2 separate regions of the Triticum aestivum genome follow, and region 1 is linked to region 2. A link is a contact called in public HiCAR-type data. All regions are on one chromosome and are shown on one strand. The core of a region is the stretch at or near the end of the contact, and the rest is flanking DNA. Distances in the headings are between cores, read along the strand shown.

Region 1 (6,973 bases), core at 1,824-4,323, 140 kb before region 2:
TTCAAGTCTGTTGCTATGACTATCATCATCATCAACAACAACTAAATCTTGTTCGTTCCATGGGTGCACTTCCCCACCACTTTCGCTGTCAGACTCGCTATTAAGTTCATCTTCCATTGCAAGAGCGTCATCAGATGGCTTGAACCTTGATGGAGATGGAGGATCACTGTGACTTTTATATTTTGGTTTATCTGGACTAATCTTATTCAGTGTTTCACGAATGATATGCTCCCACATGGAAGCAGGACGGTTGTCTTCCGCACCAAATATATTCCCAGCATTTAATGGAACAACTTCTTGAAATCTGAAATGTAAAAAGAATCTCATAATATGAAACAAGGTAGTGCTAATCTTAGTACATTCAAAATAAAATTAAGACCAGGTGATCAAACTCATAGGAGCACATATCATTTGGAGTTAAAGTGATAGCTCATGGCTTGATATTCTTTGTATTCAGTAACATGGGAGGTTCAGTTCTCAGAAATATAACGGGAGGTTCAACAAGTTACCCAAGAACATATATGTCAGCCGGCTCCTTCATATCCAACCATTCTTGAATATCCAAATCTTGAGGTGGAAGTTTGCCTGCAACATTCCAAGTTCCTATGCAGACCCTGAATATTAAACCCAACAGACTATAAGAAAAGACAGTAACAGAAAAAACATAGTACTCTCTCCGATCCAAAAAAAGTGTCGTGGCTGAAGTAAAGCCATGACACTTTATTTGGATCGGAGGGAGTAGATGGTACTGCTTTGAAGTCCTGCTACAAGGCAAGACAGATATCTGAACGAAAAGTGAGCAGTTATTTAACTTAACTTATACTATAACATAAGAAAAACAAACAGTTAAAAATTTGAGGTCTAGAAAATGCGAAATTTAAGGAGCATAGATCCATACCTCAGTTCCTTGACATCGATATACTGAGCACGAAGAGTCTCTGACTTGCGCCTTCTATTAAGACCGTATGGAACACCCTCCATTTGGCTATCTGCAGTATTGATAAGTTGTGTCACCACATAAGAAAAGCTATGTGCGCCTTTTCGAGAACAAGACTCTGCGTTGTGCCAACGGAGGTCCAGAGATAGGTCTTGTAAAAAATTGGTGAAAGGGTGTACAAGTATATATTTGCAGTATTGTTTGCCAGCAGTAGTACTTTAATTCACACCGAGTCCATAATAACAAAGCAAATATTCACAGGCAGATTCAAAATGTACACTATGGAAATACTAAGGCGATGATTCAAGGGGAAAACAGTCACAAGCGGAAGAAGATTCAACATCAATTAAGTTTGCATGCAGCTATTAGTCACTAAGGTGGCCTATTTAATTCCAAGCCTAATTTTCATGTGCATATTTCTTTGGTACAACCAACAGTGCAACAATCATCTTCTGTAGTTCAAATAGTTCATTTGAAAACTAAGACATATGCTAGCAGACAACATGATAATAATTTACAAAAAGCATTGGATTACCAGTAGTCTGGGCACCCAATCCACGCATTCTCCGGTCCTGATCATATCGCTGGCGTTCCCATCCGCACATCTCTGCGCCAATATAATTATATATAAAAAAATATTAGACTTTGGTTGAAGCTAGCTATGGACAGGGGTGCGTGGAAGCTTGCTATCCATGTGCCAGAGCCATGAGTTGGTTGCGAGATCTTATGGGTTTCACCTCTAGCCTACCCCAACTTGTTTGGGACTAAAGGCTTTGTTGTTGTTGTTGTTGTAGACTTTGGTTGACCATATCAACATGCAAACCTGAAGTCGAGAAAAGAAAGCGACCAAAGAGGCATGGACAACAGAATTTGCATGCATCCTCTTTTAAAAGTAGTATTTTGCTTTCTGCAACCTGCCTCACGTTGCAACTATGTTCTTGCAATACAATTAGAGCTTGATTTCCTTACTTGTTCCTTTTTTTTTGTCATTCGAACTTGACTAGGAAAACTATTGAATCTGCTCAAACTTCATTTTTAGAGTAGCTTTTTACTCTTAGATAACGGAGGGTCCGTTTATTTTAGTGTATTCCAAGAAAGCGAAGGAATATACCGAGAACGGGAATTGGCTTAGGAGTTACGAAGCCAACACCAGAATGGACAAAACAGAAGGAAGGGACATTTGGAAATTCCTCGAAATCCACCGCCCTCCCACTAGTATTTGTTTTCTGGCCTGGAAGACAAGGGACGTACCGCCGAACTAAATGGATCAGGTGGTGGTTGAAAAGAATGAACCCGCCCCCACAGCCACAAACAACTCCTTTCTGGCAGAAAGAAATGGGCCGGGGAGGAAAATTAACGATGAAGAGCAGAAGCAGCGACGAACAGTGTGGAGTCTGGACTGGGATGAATCCGACCCGGATGCATTGGCCCATTCACTGAATTTGACGTCGAATTTGGATTTATTAATTTGGGGATGGGGCCAAGCCAAATGAATGATAGCTTGATGGCGGGGGGCAGGTAGGCAGTTCATGGCGGAGGGGGCGGAAGGGAGCGGAGGGGATCGTGCACCTTCGTACTCGGAGTCGCTGGCGGCCTCGTCGGCGGTGTCGCCCTCGTCGGCGCTGAAGTCGGAGTCCGGCGACCGGATGTTGAGCCACTTGCGCAGCACCGTCTTGGGCCACAGCTGCGGAATCCAAGCCGAAGCGGATCAAATAGTACGTTACAGTCAGTCAGAGAAAACGAATTGAATAATAGCCTCAAACCGCCCGACCGATGATCCACAGTCCAACAAATATAAGGAACGAACGAGGGAGCACCTGGTTCTGCTTCTTGGCCTTGCGGCGCGCCTCCGGGTCGGCGCCGGGGTGGGCCGCCGCCGTCTCCGACTCCCCGAGGCGGGACAATGGCGGCCGAGGCGCCGGCGCGCTCCGCGTGGCCCGCGTGGGCGGGTACGAGTGCCTGGCCGCCATCCGCGCGCTCGCGCCCCGGCGGTCCCTTGCTTGGCCTTGGCTTAAGAAGGCGACGCCACGCAACAGCTAGTTAGAACCGCGGCCGTACTAGTCAGTGGAAACCTCTTGTGCTGCGCTGCGCGTTCCCTCTCCTTTCCTCTTGAGTAACAGGGGACAGACATGCTAGCGAGCGAATGGCGGGTCGGATTTATGCGCCTGGCTTCGGCTTTGGCTTTGGCTTGGCTCGAGCTGGCTGGCGGTGGACCGGACCGGAACCGAACCACTTCGTCAGTTATTAGTCTGTCAGTCTCTCTAGTAGGAGTGGTAGAGTAGATCTAGCCAGCCAGCCCGGTGGGTCGGGGTTGGACTCGCACTCGCACTCGCCCTCGGTCAGAGTCAGAGAGGTCGCACGCGCGGCGACGTCCGTGTTAGAGTTTGAGCAGTTTACTCCATGTAATCTTAAACCTATCTCTATCTCTTTCTCTCTCGTATCCCTATCTATCTCCTATACCGAACCAGATTGGATTTCTTTCTGGTTTCTCTTGTACGCCAAGGCAAGGCATTGTTGCCCCATATAAATATACATGACGCGGCTCCCTCGAGGAGTAGGAACGCTTATACCAAATCTTACATGGTATACAGAGCTAGCCTCTTCCCTATCATCTAGCAACACAAAAAAATTCAGAACCCTAGCACCCTTCCATCGTCATCGTCATGGGCTCCAACGCCGTCGGCCTCAACCTCGGCGCCCCACCAACAGAGAAGCTCGCGAGGGGGAACTACCTCTTATGGAAGGCGCAAGTTCTGCCGGCCCTGCGAGGTGCGCAGGTGACCGGTCTTCTCGACGGCAGCGATGCAGCGCCGCCGAAAACAGTGGAGGTCGCTAAGGCGGACAAGACCACGGCCATCGAGCCGAATCCGCTGTATGGCCCATGGATTGCCAAGGATCAGCAGGTCCTAAGTTATCTGCTAAATTCGCTCACTCCAGAAATCCCCGCGCAAGTTATTGGTAAGGAAAGTACCCTTGATCTATGGACTGCCCTTACCACGATCTTTGCTGCGCAGTCGCAATCGCGAATAACAAACCTGAGGATCGCCATCTCCAACACCAAGAAGGGCAACATGTCCAGCAACACTTTCATCACCAAGATGAAGAGCCTCGGAGACGAGCTTGCAGCAGCAGGTCGTCCGGTGACAGACGGAGAGATGGTGGACTACATCCTCGCCGGACTCGATCGGAATTACGATCCCCGTCGTTGCAGCAGTTGGCGCCATCAAGAATTCAATCTCTATTGATGATCTTTTCTCGCAGATTTCTGCTTTCGATCAGAGGATGGAGATGCTTGGCGACGGACCAGGCTTTCGTTCGTCAGCCAATGCCATGTACAGGGGCCGCGGCCAGTCTCAGGGCAGAGGAGGCCGCGGACGTAGAGGGCGTGGTCGCTCTGATCGTGCTCCATCTTCTCCTGTTCGCACCGGTGGGAACAACGGCTACCAGCAGCGTCAACGCCAGCCATCGCAGCAGCAGTATCAGCAGCAGCATGAGGAGGATTACCCCGAGTGCCAGATATGTTACAAATTCCATGCTGGTGGCGCTAGGGACTGCTGGGATCGGTACAAGGAAGATCGTCAGGAAAGGAAGAAGGTTAACCTCGTCACCAACTCGTATGGCATCGACACTAATTGGTATGCAGATTCGGGTGCCACCGAACATATCACAAGAGAGCTTGATAAGTTAACAATGCGGGAGAAATACCACGGAGGTGACCAAGTTCACACGGCAAGCGGAGCTGGTATGGATATTACTCACATTGGTAACTCGATTGTTAAAACCCCTCAGAAAAATTTTCACCTCAACAATGTCTTACATATCCCTCATGCATCAAAGAATCTTGTCTCCGTTCATCGTTTTACACGTGACAATAATGTTCTCATCATATTCTACCCTTACTCTTTTTGTGATTAAGGACTTGGCAACGAGGAGAGTCATCCTTAGAGGAAGATGCGAGGGAGGTCTCTATCCAATCACATCATCTTCTTCTTCGTCAGAGTCAAATAAACAAGCTTGGAGTGTCACCAAACCATCTTCAGAAAAGTGGCATCGACGCTTGGGTCATCCTTCTTCAGTTATAGTTCAGCATGTCATTAGCAAGAATAAACTTCCTTTTGTGTCTAGTATTGAGTCAGTTTGTGATGCGTGTCAACAAGCAAAAAGTCATCAATTACCCTATCCCATCTCTACTAGTGTGTCTACTGCTCCGTTACAACTTATTTTTTCAGATGTTTGGGGACCAGCCCCCACTTCAGTCGGTAGATTTTCCTATTATGTAAGCTTTATTGATGACTATAGCAAGTTTACCTGGATTTATTTGCTCAAGAAGCGATCCGATGTCTTTCAAGTTTTTAGTAACTTTCAAAGTCTTGTTGAACGTCAACTGAACTCTAAAATTTTTGCCATGCAAACAGACTGGGGAGGTGAGTATGAGAAACTTAATTCCTTTTTTCAAAAAATTGGAATTTCTCATCATGTATCTTGTCTCCATGCTCACCAACAGAACGGTTCCGCTGAGCGAAAACATCGCCACATTGTAGAAGTAGGACTAGCATTGCTAGCTCATGCATCTATGCCTCTCAAATTCTGGGATGAAGCCTTTCTCGCTGCAACATATCTCATCAATATTCGCCCTAGTAAAGTCATCAAATTTGAAAATCCTATCACTCATCTTTTTGGTATTACTCCTGATTACACATCTCTACGCATATTTGGTTGTGCATGTTGGCCGAATCTTCGACCATACAACACACGCAAACTTGCATTTCGTTCCAAACAATGTGTTTTCTTGGGTTATAGTCCTATACACAAAGGAGTCAAATGTCTTGATGTCTCTACTGGCAGAGTCTATATATCTAGGGATGTTGTCTTCGATGAATCTGTTTTTCCTTTCAAGTCTCTTCATCCAAATGCCGGTGCCCTTCTTCGAAAAGAAATTCTACTACTTCCGGAGTTTGATCAAGGGGGTGATAACAATTGTTCTAACCAATGTGCTAATATTTCTTCTAGTTCTACTCCTGGTAATATGCCTGTGCAGGTGCATGAAGAAAACGGCGTTCAAAACGGTCAAGATGATCAAAATCCGGTACAAAACAATGCTATATTTGATGTGTATGAGGGAGAAGCAGCAGGCGTGGAGCACGAGGAGGATGCGGCGGCGCCTGCCACGCCTGTCCGCCGATCCGCCTTGGATCACGGGAGGAGATCTGCGCGGGATCACGCGCTTGTCAGCCGGCAGAGGAATCAGCCGTCCCCTGCCCGCTCCGCATCTGCCACGTCAGCGCACATGCAAGGGACAGGAGAAGACACGGGATCTCCCTCGTCCAGCGCGCACATGCAGGGGACAGGAGCGCCAGGCTCGGGATTCTCTACTCCGGATTACTCTGTGGACTCGGTCGTCGCTAGTTCTGGTCAAGCCACACCGGGGTCTACTGGATCCAGTACATCAGCCCAGTCTGCGCACATGGATGGGTCGCCAGGATCTTCTGCCACCAGCCAGTCTATGCAATCTCCTGTGCAACAACAAGAACAGCCTGCTACTACTTCAAGGATCATGACCCGGCTACAAAAAGGTATTAGAAATCCTAAAATAAGAAGGGATGGTACTATACCATATGGAATGTTATGTGTTTCAGGTGAACCAGCAAGGTTGAGTGATGCACTTGAAGATCCTAAATGGAGAAAGGCTATGGTGAAGAGTATGATGCACTCATGAAAAATAAAACATGGCACTTGGTGCCAAGTCAGAGAGGTAAAAATATTATTGACTGCAAGTGGGTCTATAGAATTAAAAGAAAAGCAGATGGCTCCATTGATAGATATAAAGCACGTCTAGTTGCAAAAGGATTTAAGCAACGATATGGCATTGATTATGAGGATACTTTTAGTCCAGTTGTAAAAGCTGCTACTATAAGACTTGTGCTAGCCATTGCTGTTTCCAGAGGATGGAGCCTTCGCCAGCTAGATGTTCAGAACGCGTTTCTACATGGTGTTCTGGAAGAGGAGGTCTATATGAGGCAACCACCAGGATATGAA
Region 2 (7,694 bases), core at 4,582-7,081:
TGCCGCACTTCTCCCGTTTTCGGGAAGCACGTGACATGCTTTCTCGTGGGAAGTAAAGGTTGTGCTTCTCACGGATGCACAATTGTTCCTCTCGTAGAAATACATGTTATGATTTTCCTTTTCTTGGGGAAGCATAGTTGTGCTTCTCACGCAAGCACATGTTATGCTTCTCACGGGATAACGCTGCTTCCCGAGAAAACCTTTTTTTCGCCAAAACCTAGTGAAAACCAAAAAAATCGAAGAGACTACAAACCAATAAAACGCGTGCAAAAATAGGGAAAAAGCGTAATCCCGCGGGGTGCATATAACGTGTGACACCTTATAGTGCTGGTGCACGCCACGCCACGCGCTTGAGAGCTTCCGCGCCAGGAGTGTGACCGCTGTGGAGGGTCTGTTATATAGTTGCTGTCGTCTCTGTTTCAATTTTTTCATGTGCAAGTTTTTGTTTCGGTTTTTTCTTCATTTTTCCTTTCAAATGTGGTTTTCTTCTGCTTTTTTTGTTTTCTTAACATTTTCTTTTTTATAGTTTCTGCAATATGCAGAAGGTTTTTTCCAATATACATTGAACATTTGTTTTCAAATACATACTGAACTTTTTTTAGTACATGGTCCAACATTTTTCAGATACACACTAGTCATTTTTATACATTCAACATTTTTTATATTCATTGAAATATACAGACAGTTTTTGTAAATATGCTATAAATAATTTTTTAATACACACTGGACATTTTTTGAATATATGGTGGAATTTTTTATATACACTTAAGTTTTTTATAAAATGCATGTTGAATTTGTTTCTATTTTTATTTTTTTTATATGTTTTAAAATATCCATCTTTTGAAAAACATCAATCATTTCCTTAGTGTAAATCGGCTGAAAAACTAATGTGATTTTTTGTATAAAAAATCCAGTCGTCGTCTGAGTGGCCGACCCATTTTGCTCTAGCTTCAATGAAGACGTGGTTACTTGGCAAACACGGTCGCCACATAGGAGCTCTTGCAAACCGCTACCAAAAAAGAGATGACCATGAAGAAAGCATTACAATAACCATAACGACATGGAATAGTGGATAGGAAAAATCGGACCCTCATTGGCACGGCGAGAACATTGCTCAACGAGTACACAACCCCAATTTGATTTAGTACGGACGTCATCAGCACCTTGTGTCATGTCATCAACCAAGTTTATCTTCAAAAATTCCTCTAAAAAACTTCATATGAAATTATTACTGGTTTAGTCCAAATGTTTCATATCTTAGAGTCTTTGGTGACCATGCTATATTCGTGATGTGTATCACAATTCAAAATTTGTACCTAAGGTACATGAGCGATTTCTTCTCGGCCATGACTCAAACTTGCATAATTAACGGGTCTATAACTCTTACTTTGGGAAGTTATATAATGGCTCTTAGAAGGAGCACCTGCCATATGTGCTAGATGAATCTCCTCTAGATGAAGTTGTGTGATCCTCTATATTGGAGAATTTAAACCTGTCAAATCAAATGCTTCAGATTTCTCTGATGACAATGATTCTCCTCAACCGCGGCCAAGAACTCGCCAAGCTGCTGCCGAGGTTGAGAACAATGTTGATCCGGAGAATAATACTCTGCTTAAGACTAATGCTAATGAGGAAGAATATCCCGTGGGAAATGCTAATCCTCCTATGCGTCGAATTGCAAACAGAGTGGACGTTGACATGATCCTCGACTACATTCATCAACCAGGTCCAGTTGCTCGATCTCGTCCTTGATTAGCTAACTTATGTGGGCATTTCTGTGCTCCATTATTCCTTGATGTGGATGCCCCTTCAGCACCACTAGCTTGTCGTCTACCCTGGAACCGCCAGACCTCATTGTCGTCCCCCTGGAGCGGCCCAACAAAGAGAGTAAGTCGGTCGCATTGTCGAACCACGAGATGTAGTGGCCAACGGAGCCGCGTAGGCACATGCATTGTGAGAGACGAAAAGGGTGTGCGATTAGGGTTGTACCTCGCGGTGTGCGTCCGTCCCCCTGCTGCCGCCAGAGGAAGATAGGAGACCCGCTACGAAGGCGAGCCAGGAGAGTGAGGGTCGGCACGGACCAACCTTCGGCGCCTGGAGTAACACACTCGCGAGGAGGCGACATTGTCGGTTGAGCGCCCACCACGACCACTAAGATGCCGCTTCGGGGGAGGGGGGGGGCTCGTTGTCGTCCACGGCTGCCACCACGATCTCACGTAGGTTGAGCATGAACCTCTCGCTGACCTCGTCGAGATTTTGCGTGGAGGCGCGCCTAGCCGGGCATGGGAACCAAGAGGTGACGACAACGTGGTCGTCGACCGTGGTCCCAACACGGTCATCGACGGGCGAGCGACCACATCACCGGAACCCTCTCTCTCGCTCTCTGCTCTCACTCGGTGTGAACTAAATGAGAAAATGAATGGGGAAGGAGTGAGCGGAGTAGTTGAGGAATTGAGGATAGACCATGACGTTCACGCCGCGCCTCATGCGGTTTTCGTCCAAGAGCGAACTACCGGTGACAGGCCATGTGCGCTAAGATTCGTGCCCCCAAATGTCAACAGTTCCTAGGTAGTTTGCTGGGATAATGTTTCCAGGAACGTAAGCCAAATAACATTTTTCAATAAAAATTAGGTAATTGCCCGTGCGTTGCAACGGGGCATAAATATCCTATTGGTTTCACATCAATTATGTTTTGTTTAGGATCCTCATGCACATCAAATAGCATTGTCGATCTTTTTACCTTGAAATCCTCCTCCTCCTTCTTTGTCCTCCTGTAATCTTCGTCTCCCCAATCCATCCTCACCATTGTTGTTAATGGTACATCCGGCTTACAATCATCCAACTCTTCGACAATTACCAGGTATGTCGCAAATGGAAGTGCCAAGTCAACATATTGATTACTGTAAAAATACATCAGATTGACGTTCCTTAAAATTTGGCATCAAATAAAAAATGTAGAAATACTTAGCTAGTACAAATGTATATAAATGAAGAAAAAGAAACCTTTGAAAATGTGTGGTCAATGGTTTTCTTGCAGACACTCTTATATATCTAAGTTTTTCAACATAATGAAGAGTCATTGTGCATGATGCATTAGATATATCAAAATTGAAGTTGGATGGATGGATATGTAATTGATCCAGTGCTGCATAGATTGAAAATATTCGACGAAGCATGCGCTCATGGGCCTTGTTATCAGGACAGTTCACATCCATCAATTGCATGGGAAAAATATTGTAGTGAAGCCCTTTATGTTGAACCCCGCAGTTCCTAATCTAGATCTTATATGCACATCACCTTGGCACTTAATAGCGAAGCCGACGACTGAATTTCCATAGTAGAAAACAACATCATTTATTGACCTTTCTCCTTAAAAGAACATTCGAATTCAACAATAAGAACTGTTGCACCAGCCCAATCTAAGTTAATTTCTCTGGTGGAGAAGTACCTGATGTCGGGAACAGGAGTGACACCACACCCAGAGCGGCGAGACGGTGGCCCAGTAGCTATAACTCGGCGTAACCACTTTGGCGAGCAGGCCGTCCAGGGTGAGCATTTGATCAGGCAACCACTCATGTGCTGATGATTTAAGGCGGCACCCATTCATCATTCACACATCTGCATCTAACTAATTATTTTTTTGGTTGTCATGATGTACTGTAGAGTTGGTCGATCCTTGTACTGAACTGAATATTTTGTTATTCAATGGAAAGGGGTTGTCAGCCTGGTTGGAAAAAATTCAGAGAAAACAATAAGAAGAAAACATGAAACGTGAAAACAGAGTACAAAAAACTACTCTTCAGCCAACATAGCGTCGGCAGCTAAACCTGCAGCCAGGTCATCTAGTACGCCCAGCAATCATTTGCATATTTCCGTGACTCAGAGGTGAGCTAGCGTGTTTTTGTTTCTGCTGGTGTACTTAACCTGGGCATACTTAACCTGGGCATTACTGAACTTTGTGAGTTCCTTCCTGATGTCAACTATCACTGGAAACCAGGCGGAAAGGTTGCTGGCTAGACAATTTTGAACGGAGAAGAAATCAGTGGAAATCTTAACAGGCACCACATTGGCACCCACATGCATCAGCCACCAGGACTCGCCCTCGCCCTTCCCGTGCGAGACCGTGGGGGAGGAGCCGCGGAGCACGCTTCCAGCACATCACCATGGGGGCGGGGAGCACAAGTCCATATCGACGAAAGGCGAGATACGGGGAAGCAAGCGTTGGCGAGGAGCGACCGTGGAGGTCGAGCGGCAGCCCAGGAGCCAAGGACGGGTTGGGGATGGGTGACAACGCTAAAACCCTAGCGCCGCCAGTTCGAGGGCGTGAGGAGGAAGGAGTGCCTTTTTTTAGATCAGGAGGAAGGAATGGCTCGCCGGGGCTGGGCTTTGGCCTTTGGCCCATGTGCGAGCGATTAGAGGAGCGACGAGCGAAACGCAGGTTGGACGAACCTAAGAGGGGAAACGAAACGCTCCGTTTCTTTTAGATAGTAGAGATTGCATCAAGATTTTTAGACTACGAATGACAACTTGGTGAAACTTGAAGATATTTGACTTAGTATAAATCTAGAACTTTAAAGTATTTTGAAAAGAAGGCAGTAATAAGTCGCAAACTTCACATTTTAGTATTTTACTCTACGGTACTGATCCCAATTCACCAGCCAGCAGTTCATCTATCACCTGGGCCTCCCAGCCAGCATGAAGGCCTTGAACACAAGCTTCCTGGGCACCGTCGGCCGATCCCCCCACCCCTCTTCCACCTCCTTCATCACACCCTTCACCAGCGCCTCCAGGTCCACCCCTTTCTCCCTAGCCGTGGTCGCGACGGAGCCGGTCATCACGAACCCGGCCAGGTCCTCCAGCGTCATCTCCGCCTCCATGTCGACGTCGGCCGGCTCGCCCTCGCGGCCCACCCCGACGGGCTCGAACGGGAACGGCAGCTGGCGGTACCGCTCCATGGCCAGCCTCGTCCTCGGGTCCATGTACGGCCGCATGGCCGGGTACAGCGTCCCCTGCAGCTTGTCCCCGAACGGGTGGATGTCGTAGTTGTACCCCCACACGGCGAGGACGCCGCCTGGCCTCCTGAGGACGCGGTTCACCACGGCGTAGAAGAGCGGGACGTCGAACCAGTGGATCGCGGTCGCCACGATGACCAGGTCCACGGAGCCCTCGCCGCCGACCAGGGCGACGAGGTCGTCCTCCGGGAGGTCCTCCGGCGTGTGCAGGTACCGCACCTTGGGGTGCGCGATGGCGTGGCGGAGCTGGCCCTCGCTCACGTCCGTCGCGACCACGCCGTCGTAGTGCTCCGCGATCTGAGCAGAGGATTTTCGCTTTTCAGTTCAGGTGCTCGCTCGACTCAGAGAGTGCAGATCAAACAAACAGACGACGTGGCTTAAAGGGTTGGAGGCTTACGCTGACGGAGGCCTGGCCGGTGCCGCAGCCGGCGTCCCAGGCGCGGTGGTGGCCGGCGGTGAGGGAGGCGAGCATGGAGAACCACTCCTTGGGGTACCGCGGCCGCTTCTTGGCGTACGTCTCCGACGGTTTCTCATACAGCCCCGCCATTCTTGTGCGCTGCCGCTGTTATCAACTGCCGTCTGTCAAATGCCTGGAATTTATAGACTACTATCACCTTGGAGTCAAAGTCAAAGTCAAAGTCAATGTGGTCATATGATCCATATAAAAAGGTAGCCATGAATTATCCACTAGGATTCAGAATCTTAAACTGCAGCAATTTCTCTCTCAGACTTTACACTACCACGTGCTGAAAAATAATGCAGCAGACACCAGAAGTTAACGCAGCAGTGAGATGGTTTTCAACATGGAATCAGTAGGCATCCAAGGAAAGCCACAGGGGTAAATACAGGGAGTGCATCAGATCTGAATGAAACCTGTGGATTGGGGGTATAAAGCAGGTCAACCAGACGTAGGAGACTTTGCTTACTCTAGCTTGTGTGAAGAACACCATTTTTGCTTCGCCAACATAAAAGTATACACCGAACTGAACTATCTGAACATCCATAAGATGCTCCAGCAGCCATAAGTGGGAACACTTCAAGATGCTTAAATATCGCAACAACACATGTATTAACGACTTAGTTGTCTACACGATAATGGCTCGTTTATGTTCACTACAAGTTTACAGTAAGCGGCAAAAGATAACTGTACAGCAACCAGAACGGAACACCAGCAGAGAACTGGGGACAGTGGGACTGGCATAGCAGACACAGGATGAACCCTTCTGTCCTGCACTCCTGCTATGTGTGAGGATCCAGGATTTATACAAGTGATGAAGACGCCCCTTGAACATTGCATCCAACGTCGACCTGTCATGATGAGAAAAGCTGGAAATTCAAATTAGACACACAAGAGTATTATTACTGAACAATCTTTGTATTGAACTACTAGTTCTGTATCTGTAGTTGTTAAGCATTGGGCATGATGATGGCAGCAGAAAAGGTGAGGTATTATATGACAACAAGTACATACAAGAACAAGAAAATATACCTCCCAATTACAAATAAGATCCATTTGGTAATACCGGCGGTCATTCTTTACATCTTTGTAAGTAGAGGTGCACATGTACATCAGTTGGGGAAGGAATTGCCCCTTTCATGCTGTGTGAACATCATATTCTCTGCATAATGCCAGCTTCTTTTCCTGGAGCGATCTGGTAATGCAGCCGTGAACCTTCGGGGGTTCCCAAAGGCGCGCCCGTGCAGGAGCAGTTGTCAACCATATAAAGCTCCCATTTCTTGATACCACATTTCTCCAAAGCAGAGTCCAATCTTGGGTTGTCCCCGTCAGGATAAGACCCATCAGGGGTAACAAGCACTGCTCCAGTGTATGATTGTCCAGCAGCCTGAGCAGCTCCATGGTAATGGAACAGACCCCAGCCGAAATCATCCGAAACATCAACAACTGTCCAAAACTCTTTCGAAACCACACCATTATCCAGCACACTGAAATAAAATGTACCAGGGGTGCTAGCTCTTCTCACTCTGTACTTTCTACGCCTCCAAACCAGCTTTCCTTCCAGGGTTCTGACTTGAAAAATTGGCTCGTACCAAAATGAACCTTTAGCTTTCCCTCTGTAGAATAATTGGTACTGGCATGGGAATTGGTCATATGCTGGATTTTGTCCAGCTACAACTCTCCAGCTCCACTCCAAGCCGTCCAGCCAACCGACAAACAGGTCTTCTGCAACTTCATGGCTAAGCTTTAGTTCTCTGAACATTGATAGTGGGGTCACAGAGGGCTTACTAGGGATCTCAGCATTGAGCTCAAGGCAGTTGTGCTTTTGCAAAACACAGAGGGAAAAAGCCTCTAGATGTGGACTCTCGTACGATGCAATGCAGCGATAGTTACAGACCTGGTCGGTTGGAGAGCAAGAATTCAGACATTGAATGGCTTTCCTACAGTCGGGATCAAACAAACAATTCAGTATTTGAGGACCGCAGTTTGTTATCATACAACCTAGGGTAGACAGACCTTTTGCCCTAAGGTTTTTCAGCATAGCCACCGGTCTTATGTATGCATTAACCACAACAAGTAAGCAAAACCTAATGTCATCTGAGTTGTGCCTTTCCCAGGCATTGGATATCGTCTTGAGGACTTCAGTTGATTCCTCTGTTCCACTTGGTTTTCCAACATTGATTAGCTTGCCAAAGAAGTCCTGTTCTCCCGTGTATTGAACATAC

What was found. HiCAR-type assays count read pairs that join an accessible place to other places.
Region 1: a contact with region 2 is called in a HiCAR-type map of leaf, with 5 times the contacts expected there. The contact joins the promoter of LOC123061695 here to the promoter of LOC123061694 in region 2. A contact is called at or near these places in 4 of 5 Hi-C or Micro-C datasets (leaf and an unstated tissue) and 1 of 1 datasets of contacts at active chromatin or transcription factors (leaf).

Annotation. Positions count from the first base shown.
Region 1 is chr3A:469,102,635-469,109,607 of IWGSC CS RefSeq v2.1, reverse strand. It overlaps LOC123061695 (type IV inositol polyphosphate 5-phosphatase 3), which reads right to left and starts at 3,073. Exons shown (of 11, transcript XM_044484902.1): 1 at 2,755-3,073; 2 at 2,507-2,621; 3 at 1,473-1,544; 4 at 899-989; 5 at 510-614; 6 at 1-304. The coding sequence starts at 2,907.
Region 2 is chr3A:468,966,332-468,974,025 of IWGSC CS RefSeq v2.1, reverse strand. It overlaps LOC123061694, which reads right to left and starts at 5,831. Exons shown (of 3, transcript XM_044484900.1): 1 at 5,410-5,831; 2 at 3,449-5,309; 3 at 2,600-2,900. The coding sequence starts at 5,559. The coding sequence ends at 4,674. LOC123061692 (violaxanthin de-epoxidase, chloroplastic) reads right to left here. Exons shown (of 3, transcript XM_044484894.1): 2 at 6,502-7,694; 3 at 6,055-6,338. The coding sequence ends at 6,623.